Regions from separate parts of the Triticum aestivum genome. Here region 1 is linked to region 2. Evidence: chromatin contacts called from public Hi-C data. All regions are on one chromosome and are shown on one strand. Each heading gives the region's core, a stretch centred on a gene start, on an enhancer-like site or on the middle of the called end of the contact. The rest is flanking DNA. Distances are from core to core; before and after follow the strand shown. Region 1 has its middle 210 kb from the start of LOC123123987. Region 2 has its middle 130 kb from the start of LOC123123987.

Region 1 (4,525 bases), core at 726-3,225, 82 kb before region 2:
GGCACCGCTCGTCGACACGCACGGTTCGGGCCTAGCCGCCAACGCCCACCCCTATCCAACGCTCCTCGACGAAACAGCCAGCGAAAGGTCCCCCATCATCGACTTGACTCGAGCGGCTGGCTGGCTGGATACGGGTCCGGGGCGATACGTACGTACGACGATCGCGAGGCCTTGAACGTCGCCAGCCGCACGCACCCGGCGGGCCAAACAAGCCGTACCTCTACCAGCTCTCAGTCTCAGCCTGTGATGCGGGCGAGGCTATCCGATCCCTCGTCGACCTCCTTATCATCATCGGCCTGTGTTGTGTCGGCGTCCCGTGCCGTGCCTATCTAGCTATCCTGTCGTTCGGTATGATGCGTGCAGCCGTGTCAACTTGCATGGCGCTGGTGGCGCCCGCCTAAGATGGATGGATCGACGTTCACCGCTCGGCTGTGTGACGGGACTGCCACGGGCGCTCACCGCGGCGGCACCGACTGCGCCGCTCACTTCCCTCGGCTATGTATAATTTGGCGAATCGCACCAGCTACGCACTACGTTAATTCTGGATGACCAATTGACCACCACGCTGCTAGCTAGCTAGCTGTGTGTTTACTAATGGTGTAGTTCATGTGCTCAGTGGCGATCGACGTGAGTATGGTTGCTCGAAAAGCAGGAGCGCATATCGATACTGTATATCCACACCACATGTTAGCACCACGCGGGAGTAGATTATACGTACACTACTACTCTGCCTCTGCGTTAGGTTAGGTTATAGTATAATCATGTGCCGAACACTAGTGCTATGTTGTCACTGATGAGTTCATTGGCACATGGAGCCACGCGCCCATGGGAAATCTTTTTTTTTCATGATAATACGTGTCTCATTCATATCATAAAGATTAAAGTACAAGTCACGTAAAGATCGACATGACAAAACTGAAAAGATAGTAAAACTTCTCTGAGCCTGAAACCAACGCCCATCACCTGCCTCCGGCACCACAACAGCAGTCACCAAAGAAAAGAATGATGAACCACCTCCTCACCCGAGCTCGAGCGGCTCCATCGCTGATATGCAACTTTGCGGATCTTTAAGGTGGCTCACCAAAAGTGAAGCCCTTACCGTTGAATGAATTAGACCGGGGCAACACCCCGGACACGCCATCCAACTCCAGATCTTTGCACCCCACCGCGACTAAGACGCCGCAGAAGAAAATCTTACCTGCCATCCACGAACCACGAACCCAGCATATGTTCCGTCTTGCAGATGTCGTCGATGCAGACCACAATCTGCATCCGCTCCTGGACTACCTCCCAAGCTCCGCGCCGACGCTGGAGCAAACGTCGTCGCAACGGCGGAGCCTGAGGACATAGGTCCACCATGAGGATGCCTCCGCCGTCACGTCATCCTTACTTGAACAGACTGGTTTTCAAATGTATCCCCAACCATAGGACCGATGGCCTTGTCAAGGAAGGATCCAAAAGAATCTTTATTCAGCGCTCTCATCATTCCGCCGAAGCAAAGACGATGAACAACCTAAAAAACCTAGACTATGAGGGAGTAAAAACAATCCACACACGTGAATCCGGCGACCTCCTCACCACCGACGACCTAGGTCGCCGGCAAAGGGGAGCCGTCGGAAGACGACGCTGGAAGATTGGTCTCTCCTCACGGTGGCTAGGTTTGAGCCGCCAGGAGAAAAACCATTGGCTCTGGGCGCTGTTGTGCGCCCACGCGAAATCCAGATGGACAAAACCACCAACATCAACTGTCTCCCGTCGTTTCCCGCAAAAAAAGAAAAAAAAAACTGTCTCCTGTCGTACGCCGTGCTGCGTTGGAGCTGAGTCAGCTGACAATGACGCGGTCAGCTCAAGGCAATGAGCCCTGCACGGATGGATCCCGAACTACGAGTGCTAGATAAGTATACATCCGGGTTGTGGCCGCCGAGATCGAACAGCCGCCTGTCGGCGATCCGGTCAGTTCCCACAGCTCAATCAACTTTCACTTGTCTGATCTGTTCAGCGGCCTAGTTTTACTTCTTCTTGGGTAAATTATTGTGTCCGGTATGGTCAACGCTTAAACATATCGAGCCATCAACATGGCATCATCAACCCTATGCTAAGCTAATCCCTACAAAAACCTTGCACGTCTCCAAAAGCTCTCGTCCACGCCCAGTGCTGACTGTAATTCTGTGATATTTTGGGATATTTGTGCATGCGAGGGACGCTGGCAGCAGCGAGCGAGGCTCATGCATGGGGCTTGTTTGTGACGCTGTCAAGCTGGCTAAGGTTGCAAAACCTAGCTGGCGATCTCGACGTCACGCTAATTTCATCGCGCGACCCCATCCGGTCTGGCCCCGTCCGTTTAGGAAAAAACGGACAAACCAGACGGTCCAGCGTGCGACGACCTGTACCCATCAGGTCCGTTTTGGGTCCGGGCTGACCCATTTCGAACGCAAACATGCGCGTGGTTTAGGTCGAGGCGGACAGCAAACGGACGTCTCGCTCGTCCGCGTCGGGGCCACATGGCACGCGGCCACCTACCTCCCCACCATTCGACATTAATGCGCACACGCGGTCGGCCCCACATGTCATCCGCCCAGCGAACGGTCGTCGTCCTTCTTAAATGGAAAACCGTGGATTGGTTGCCGTCCACACTCCCCACTCGAGCTCGTGCTACCTCCTCGAAACCCGACATGGCCAAACCCTAGCCTAGCTCTCCCTCTTCCCGTCCTTGATGTCGCCGGTCGGCCGCCTCGTAGCCATGGGGTTCTGGAACACCGGCCGCAAGGGGAAGCACGAACGCGAGGCTCGCTCGTCCTTGGGCCGTCGCGGCCGCGACATCAAAGAGGAGCCTGCATCACCACCGCGTCGGGCCCCCACGCCGCCCGCATTCTCCATCGCACCCACGGCCGCCGGCGAGCGCGACCGGCACTACATCGGCGTGGATGTATGCCGGCGTTATTGGGAGACGAGGACGCCGCTCCCCTGGAGCAACGCACACATCCCCAACAACTGGCATCTCTCTGCCGACCGGGTGCCGATCCCGCCGGTCCCGACAAACGGTCGTGCCCAACGCCAGGAGATCGAGCGTCGCGCTGCTGTCGGTGTCAAAACCGGCAGATCTCGAGTAGGGGGTCCCGAACTGTGCGTCTAAGGATCGAAGGTAACATGAGGCAGGGGACACGATGTTTATCAAGGTTTGGGCCCTCTTAATGGAGGTAATACCCAACTTCCTGCTTGATTGACTTTGATGTGTATAAGGGTTACAAGAGTTGATCCACCTCGAGATCGTAATGGCTAAATGATGTCTACTACACAACCTTCTTCTTGTAGGCGTTGTTGAGCCTCCAAGTGCAGAGGTTTGTAGGACAGTAGCAAATTTTCCTCAAGTGGATGACCTAAGGTTTATCAATCCGTGGGAGGCATAGGATGAAGATGGTCCCTCTCAAACAACCCTGCAACCAAATAACAAAGAGTCTCTTGTATCCCCAACACACCCAATACAATGGTAAATTATATAGGTGCACTAGTTCGGCGAAGAGATGGTGATACAAGTGCAATATGGATGGTAGATATAGGTTTTTGTAATCTGAAAATATAAAAAGAGCAAGGTAAGAAGTGGTAAAAGTGAGCGTAAATGGTATTGCAATGCTAGGAAACAAGGCCTAGGGTTCATACTTTCACTAGTGCAAGTTCTCTCAACAATAATAATATAACTGAATCATATAACTATCCCTCAACATGCAACAAAGAGTCACTCTAAAGTCACTAATAGCGGAGAACAAACGAAGAGATTATTGTAGGGTACGAAACCACCTAAAAGTTATCCTTTCTGATCGATCTATTCAAGAGTCAATAGTAAAATAGCACGAAACTATTCTTTCCGTTTGATCTATCCTAGAGTTCGTATTAGAATAACACCTTAAGACATAAATCAACCAAAACTCTAATGTCACCTAAATACTCCATTGTCACCTCAAGTATCCGTGGGCATGATTATACGATATGCATCACATAATCTCAGATTCATCTATTCAACCAACACAAAGAACTTCAAAGAGTGCCCCAAAGTTTCTGTCGGATATCGGGTTTCGGCAAAACCCTTGAGGTTCGAACACTGGGGTGCGCACAAAGATTTCCCCCTACCGAATCTTGCTCTCAGCCTCGTCGCGATCCCTAAGCTTAGTAGATGAACTCACAGCACAAGAGACACAAGATTTATACAGGTTCGGACCACCATTGTGGTGTAATATCCTACTCCTGTGTGGTGGTGGTGTATTGCCTCTTGGGCTGATGATGAACAGTACAAAGGAAGAACAGCCTCGCGAGGAGAGGTGTTCTTGTGCTTGGTGGGTTGCTCGGGGAGGAATTGATCCGTCCCTGCTACTGTGGTGGCTAGTCCTATTTATAGAGGCCCTGGTCCTCTCCCCCAAGTATTGAGCGGGAAGGGATCCAACAACGACAGTTTTGAAAGGGGACCGCTAGTACATGCTATCCTGACTAAAGGTGGTCTTCGCCTGTCAAAGGCGCGGGTGGTGACGCCGTC
Region 2 (4,831 bases), core at 430-2,929:
GTGGAGAGGCGTTGGCGCCGATGCGGACGCCGGAGCTGCGGGTGCGTGCGCTGACCGGCGTGTCCTGGGACTCCAGCTTGACGGGACGGAGGCAGGGCGAGCCGCCGGACGAGGAGGAGGACCCCCCCGGTCTCCATGCGCCTCGGGGTCCAGGAGCTTCCCCGGCGGCGTGAGAAGGAAGAGGGAGCGGGGTAGTTGAGGCGCGGCGTGTTGCCGCCCTCGATGTACTCGAGGACGGCTTCCAATGTGCGCCCGGGCACGCCCCACCACCGATGCCGGCCGGCGGCGTTGAGCTTGCCGGAGGGCACGACGCCGTTGGTGGCCTCGAACTGCTGGGCGTGACGGCGGCGGAAGTAAGGTTCTCAGAGAGGGTTGTCGGGGACGTACCGTGGCCCCTCACTCGCCGCACGCGGCAGGTTCGAGCGGATGCGTGCGATCTCCGCACGCCGCGCCGCGCCGGTGGGTACCTGGGGCACCGGCACGCCACCCGCGCTGATCCTCCACGCCTCGGGCACCCGCATGTCCGGCGGGACCGGGTACTCGGCCTCGTAAAGGAGGCGAGCCTCGTCTTCATGAAGATGGCGGCGGCCGAAGCCGTTCACCGCCGCGCCGTCGCCTGGGAAGCGCTTGGCCATGGGTGTGAACTGGAGACGGCGGAAGAGAGGAGAGGAGAGGGAGGAACGACGACGGCGGGAGAGTGTGAGTCGCGGAGTGCGCCGGGGCGCGTCATATATAGGCCGAGGCGCGCGTGCCACCGTGTGTACGCGTGGCGGGCGAGGGAGGGCGAGGGACGCGCGTCGTCCGGTCTTCACTGCGCCGTCCGTGAGGCATCAATGGTGCAGGCTGACCGGCGCGGCAGCGCGCGGCAGCTTTGGCATTGATTCGCCGCGGGAAACGAGGCGATGAGGACGACGAAGGGCCGAGAAGAGAGCCGTGTCGCTGACGCGGCGGGCCCGCGGCTTTTTCGCGCCAAAACAGTTCGCCCGGCTCCCGGACGCCCCCGAGCGCGCCGGGTTCGGGCTGGGTCCGCCGGCGCTGTTTTCGGCCCAAACGGCGAAAATCGGGCTCCTGGGGCGCGACTGGGCCGTTTTTACGGCGCCGGCGTAAAAAAAACGCGTGGGAGGCCTTCCTGGGGACCCGGGTGGAGATGCCCTTAACCGCTAGCTGGGGAAGTGGAGATCTCCGGTTCTCGACGTCGGCTCGAGGTATGCTACGTACGACCAAACGGGACGATGACATGTCACATGTACAGTATATACCCATCTATTTTTACGTTATTATTAATCAAGTTTATTTATATATAATCTTTCAGACGTGTGATGTTTGTGTACGTCTGCACCCGATATTTAGGAACCCGATATTTATGTATGCGCTCCTCGGATCTGATCGGGCATCAACGTGGTGCCTCAGTTTCGCGTCGGATCTGTTCGCGCCACTGTAGTAGTATAGGCAGGAATCCATTTTTGTCCTTCCGGCAAAAGCAAACTCGCAATTTGTTGCGGCTCATTTATTTTCTGGAACGGAAAGTTGGAACCATACGTTGATCGCTCGAATCGTGGCGCGTTTGGGACCGTCCGCCGCCAGCAGCTCCCGCCACACACCGCCGGTCCGGTCTACACGTGTCAGAGGTACCATCCCGTATGTCCAGGTGAGGTCGAACGGAGTACAGCATGGACGGGTCATCATGGAGTTCGGTCAGTACGTGGCTGGTTCTTCTTCTTCTTCTTCTTTTCTCTCTCGATCGAAGGGCGTGGCGGATTCTTGCACTGACGCGGTCTATGTTGGTGGGGGCTGTAGAGGGTTAGCAGTAGATGGGACTTGCATGCAAATCTATCCGGCTAGGCATGCTAAGCAGTACTGTTACGTTTTTTCTTTTCTTTTTGCGGTAGAGTGTGTGGGCGTGTGGCAACGGGAGCATGGCACGGAAAGGCTTTGCGTACGACAAAACTTAAGAAATTAATATGTTCGTTTTGGAATCTTGAGCTGACGTGGAGATTACTAAACCTTGATTTAGATCAGACAAAACTTTACCGAACAAATCCTGGCGTGAGCGTGACAGGGACCGGAAGGGCCAAACAATCCTTCAGATAATTAAGTTAGATACCATTCTTTCGGTTTCAAATTATTAGATGTTTTTTTAACCCGCAAAAAGAATCAAAATTAAACATATGCACGTTTAATCTAAATTTTAGAAAAAATATCGATCTCTACAATAATAAAACGGAAAAACTAACACCCACACGTGTGGGCGTTTGCACATCGCCCACACGCCTTCATCACACGTATGAACAGATGACATCAGCCGAATTTTTTTTGTTTTTTGGCTTAAAAATATTTTATCTCCTAACTAAAAAAGCGAATTAAAAATCTGTTTTTACCATTAGATCCGTCTCGACGAGATCTTCAAAATTAGACCCCATTTTGATATGTTTCGATGAGTTTTTTTTACCCAAAAGTTGCCATGATGTTTACACTGTAGTTGTCATGGTGCTTAAACTAAAGTTGTCATGTGGCAATTTTAGTTTGTAGATCATGGCAATTTTAGTTTTTGATGATGGCAATTCCAGTACTTTGACCATGAAAATACTTTTTTGCATGAACCATGGCAATTTTAAGTGCATGTATCATGGCAATTTTAGTTTATGGTGCATGCCAAGTCTAGTTTCTTAATTCTTCATTTTATAATATGTCAAAATTTACTTTTTAATATAGAAGAAAATAGCTAAAACATAACATGACAACTTTAGTGTAATCATCATGGCAATTCATGTGTAATAGACATGACAACTTTTAACAAAAAAAATTCGTCGAAATATATTGATATGAGATCTAGTTTTAAAAATCTCGTCGCGAGAGATTTAATGGTGAAAACGAATTTTCAATCGGAATTTTCATTTAAGAGATAAAATAATTTAAAAACTAAAAAATCAAAAAGATTTCCACATGCATGCATGCAGTGACATGGCGTAGTCTATATGTTATAGGGCGTGTGGGCGAATTTGGCTCTCGCCACACATGTGGGCGTTAGCGTTGTCGTAATAAAATTACACGTATCATTAGATCCATCATGAAATGTATTTTCGTACTTTCTTTACTTTTTATCTAGATGATGATATTTTCTTTTACAATCTTGATAAAATGTACATGTGTTTGGCTTTCACAAAAAATGATGTACCTTATATTTTGGAATGGAGAGAGTATTACGTGCCTCCTTTGCAACTCTTCTGTTCGACAAGGGAGAGAGAGATTGCCGACCATTCCTGGACATATCACCACCAGCTTACTATTGTCGTCGTGTTGTAGTACTACGTTGATCAAAAGCATATATTAGTGCGGGTTCGTGCCTTTTTTTCAAGGGAGGCAACAAGTGTAAGATTAACATTGAATAAGCGTGGAGTCATAAGATTGGGCTGGATTATCTGCAATAGGCGGTGACGCTGGTCGCCGTCGCGTGATTGGTATGGTATCGGGGTCTATTTTTAAGTGGTAATTTCGGTCTGATTGGCGGTGCGCTAACAAGACATACAAAATGCCCACACAAATGAAATAATGCAATTCTTGTTGATTAAACCCGAGAGGGGTGGATTGGTTTCAACCTGAAGGTTGGGCATTGTCTACATTTATAAAAGGGTAAAAAGAAATGCACTTAGGAAATTATATGAATGGATGACATGTTACCATCATTTAATTCCAAGCAAAATATAGCAACACAAATTCATTAATTGTTTGTGTTCTGGTTGGAGACATATTGGTCATTTCGGAGTAGAAATTACTCTTATGACAGTGTATTGTTGCTAAAAGAAGAAGAATGAAACCACTCTTTGTTCCTTTGCTTTGTTACATAGAGTAGTTTTGCACTTTAAGAAAAGAATGGTAAAGTTCATAAAAATGATAGTTAGAAAATAATTATTGATCAATTTTTTAACATGGCACAAACGTCATTCTATTCGATATAATTGTGCACATTATAAGCCACCTAACATTGCTAACATTATAGTTTTTCCATATTAGTTGAACACGCAAAATGGGTTTGCATGCAAATGTTTTTAGGTAGTCGATGGTTTAATAGGCACTATTTCAAAGTTTGGGTTTCAAAATTGATACCAATTGCATTATTCAATACACCACTAACGTCTAGGCTCTAGGCTCCATCAATACTTTCACATGGGATAGACATAGGAAGTAATTATTTTTGTCAAATAATGATTTTACTAAATCCTCAACTCAAGACCTTTTAGTTTTGAAGCATTTTGAAGTCATTCACCAATCAGTTAACCCAAGAGTTCAAGTTGGTCGAATGGAGCAGAGAAGACATTTCAACACCAAGAGCAACTCTAGCAGAGTCGCCTTATTTGCATCCTCGAAATTCATATTGGAGGGTGTTCATTTTTTTTGAAGGTTGCGGAGGTTGTGCGCAAACACGGAGTCGTCAAGTGCATCCTCCATAAATTTTCCTCTATTTTTTTTCTATCTACTCTGCTAGTGAAATCTGGCATCAACATCAAACAATTCAACAAAATGATTACAAACCATTAATCCCAATTTAAAGATAACCCGAATGCAACAAACAGTTGAGTGAAACAAATTCTTCAAGTAAAAATTGAATCGAAGAAATGTAAATAAACTATCGCCCATGTAGCTACTATTGATGCTTGATAAGATCATCACCCAACTGGTCATGGGAGATTAGACCTTCAATCTTTCAGTACGGCTCAAGCAATGTTTGAATGCAGTTTGTGTGCTACAGGTCTTGACAAGTGTGTCATATGGTCATAGTCATCGGCTATCAGCCTACCCCTCTCAACATTGATGATCATGTTGTGTAGGCGCA

What was found. Hi-C and Micro-C count contacts between places; a contact is called where the count stands out from the background.
Region 1: a Hi-C map of leaf shows a contact between it and region 2, with 4 times the contacts expected there. The contact joins two enhancer-like sites. A contact is called at or near these places in 4 of 5 Hi-C or Micro-C datasets (leaf, root and an unstated tissue) and 1 of 1 datasets of contacts at active chromatin or transcription factors (leaf).

What each region holds. Positions count from the first base shown.
Region 1 is chr1B:359,620,396-359,624,920 of IWGSC CS RefSeq v2.1, reverse strand. No RefSeq gene overlaps it. Among protein-coding and RNA genes, the nearest start is that of LOC123123987, 210 kb to the right of the region's middle. Within about 2 kb of position 1,975, at least 1 of the 8 cell types and tissues checked has an H3K27ac peak or open chromatin away from gene starts, as enhancers often do.
Region 2 is chr1B:359,537,624-359,542,454 of IWGSC CS RefSeq v2.1, reverse strand. No RefSeq gene overlaps it. Among protein-coding and RNA genes, the nearest start is that of LOC123123987, 130 kb to the right of the region's middle. Within about 2 kb of position 1,679, at least 1 of the 8 cell types and tissues checked has an H3K27ac peak or open chromatin away from gene starts, as enhancers often do.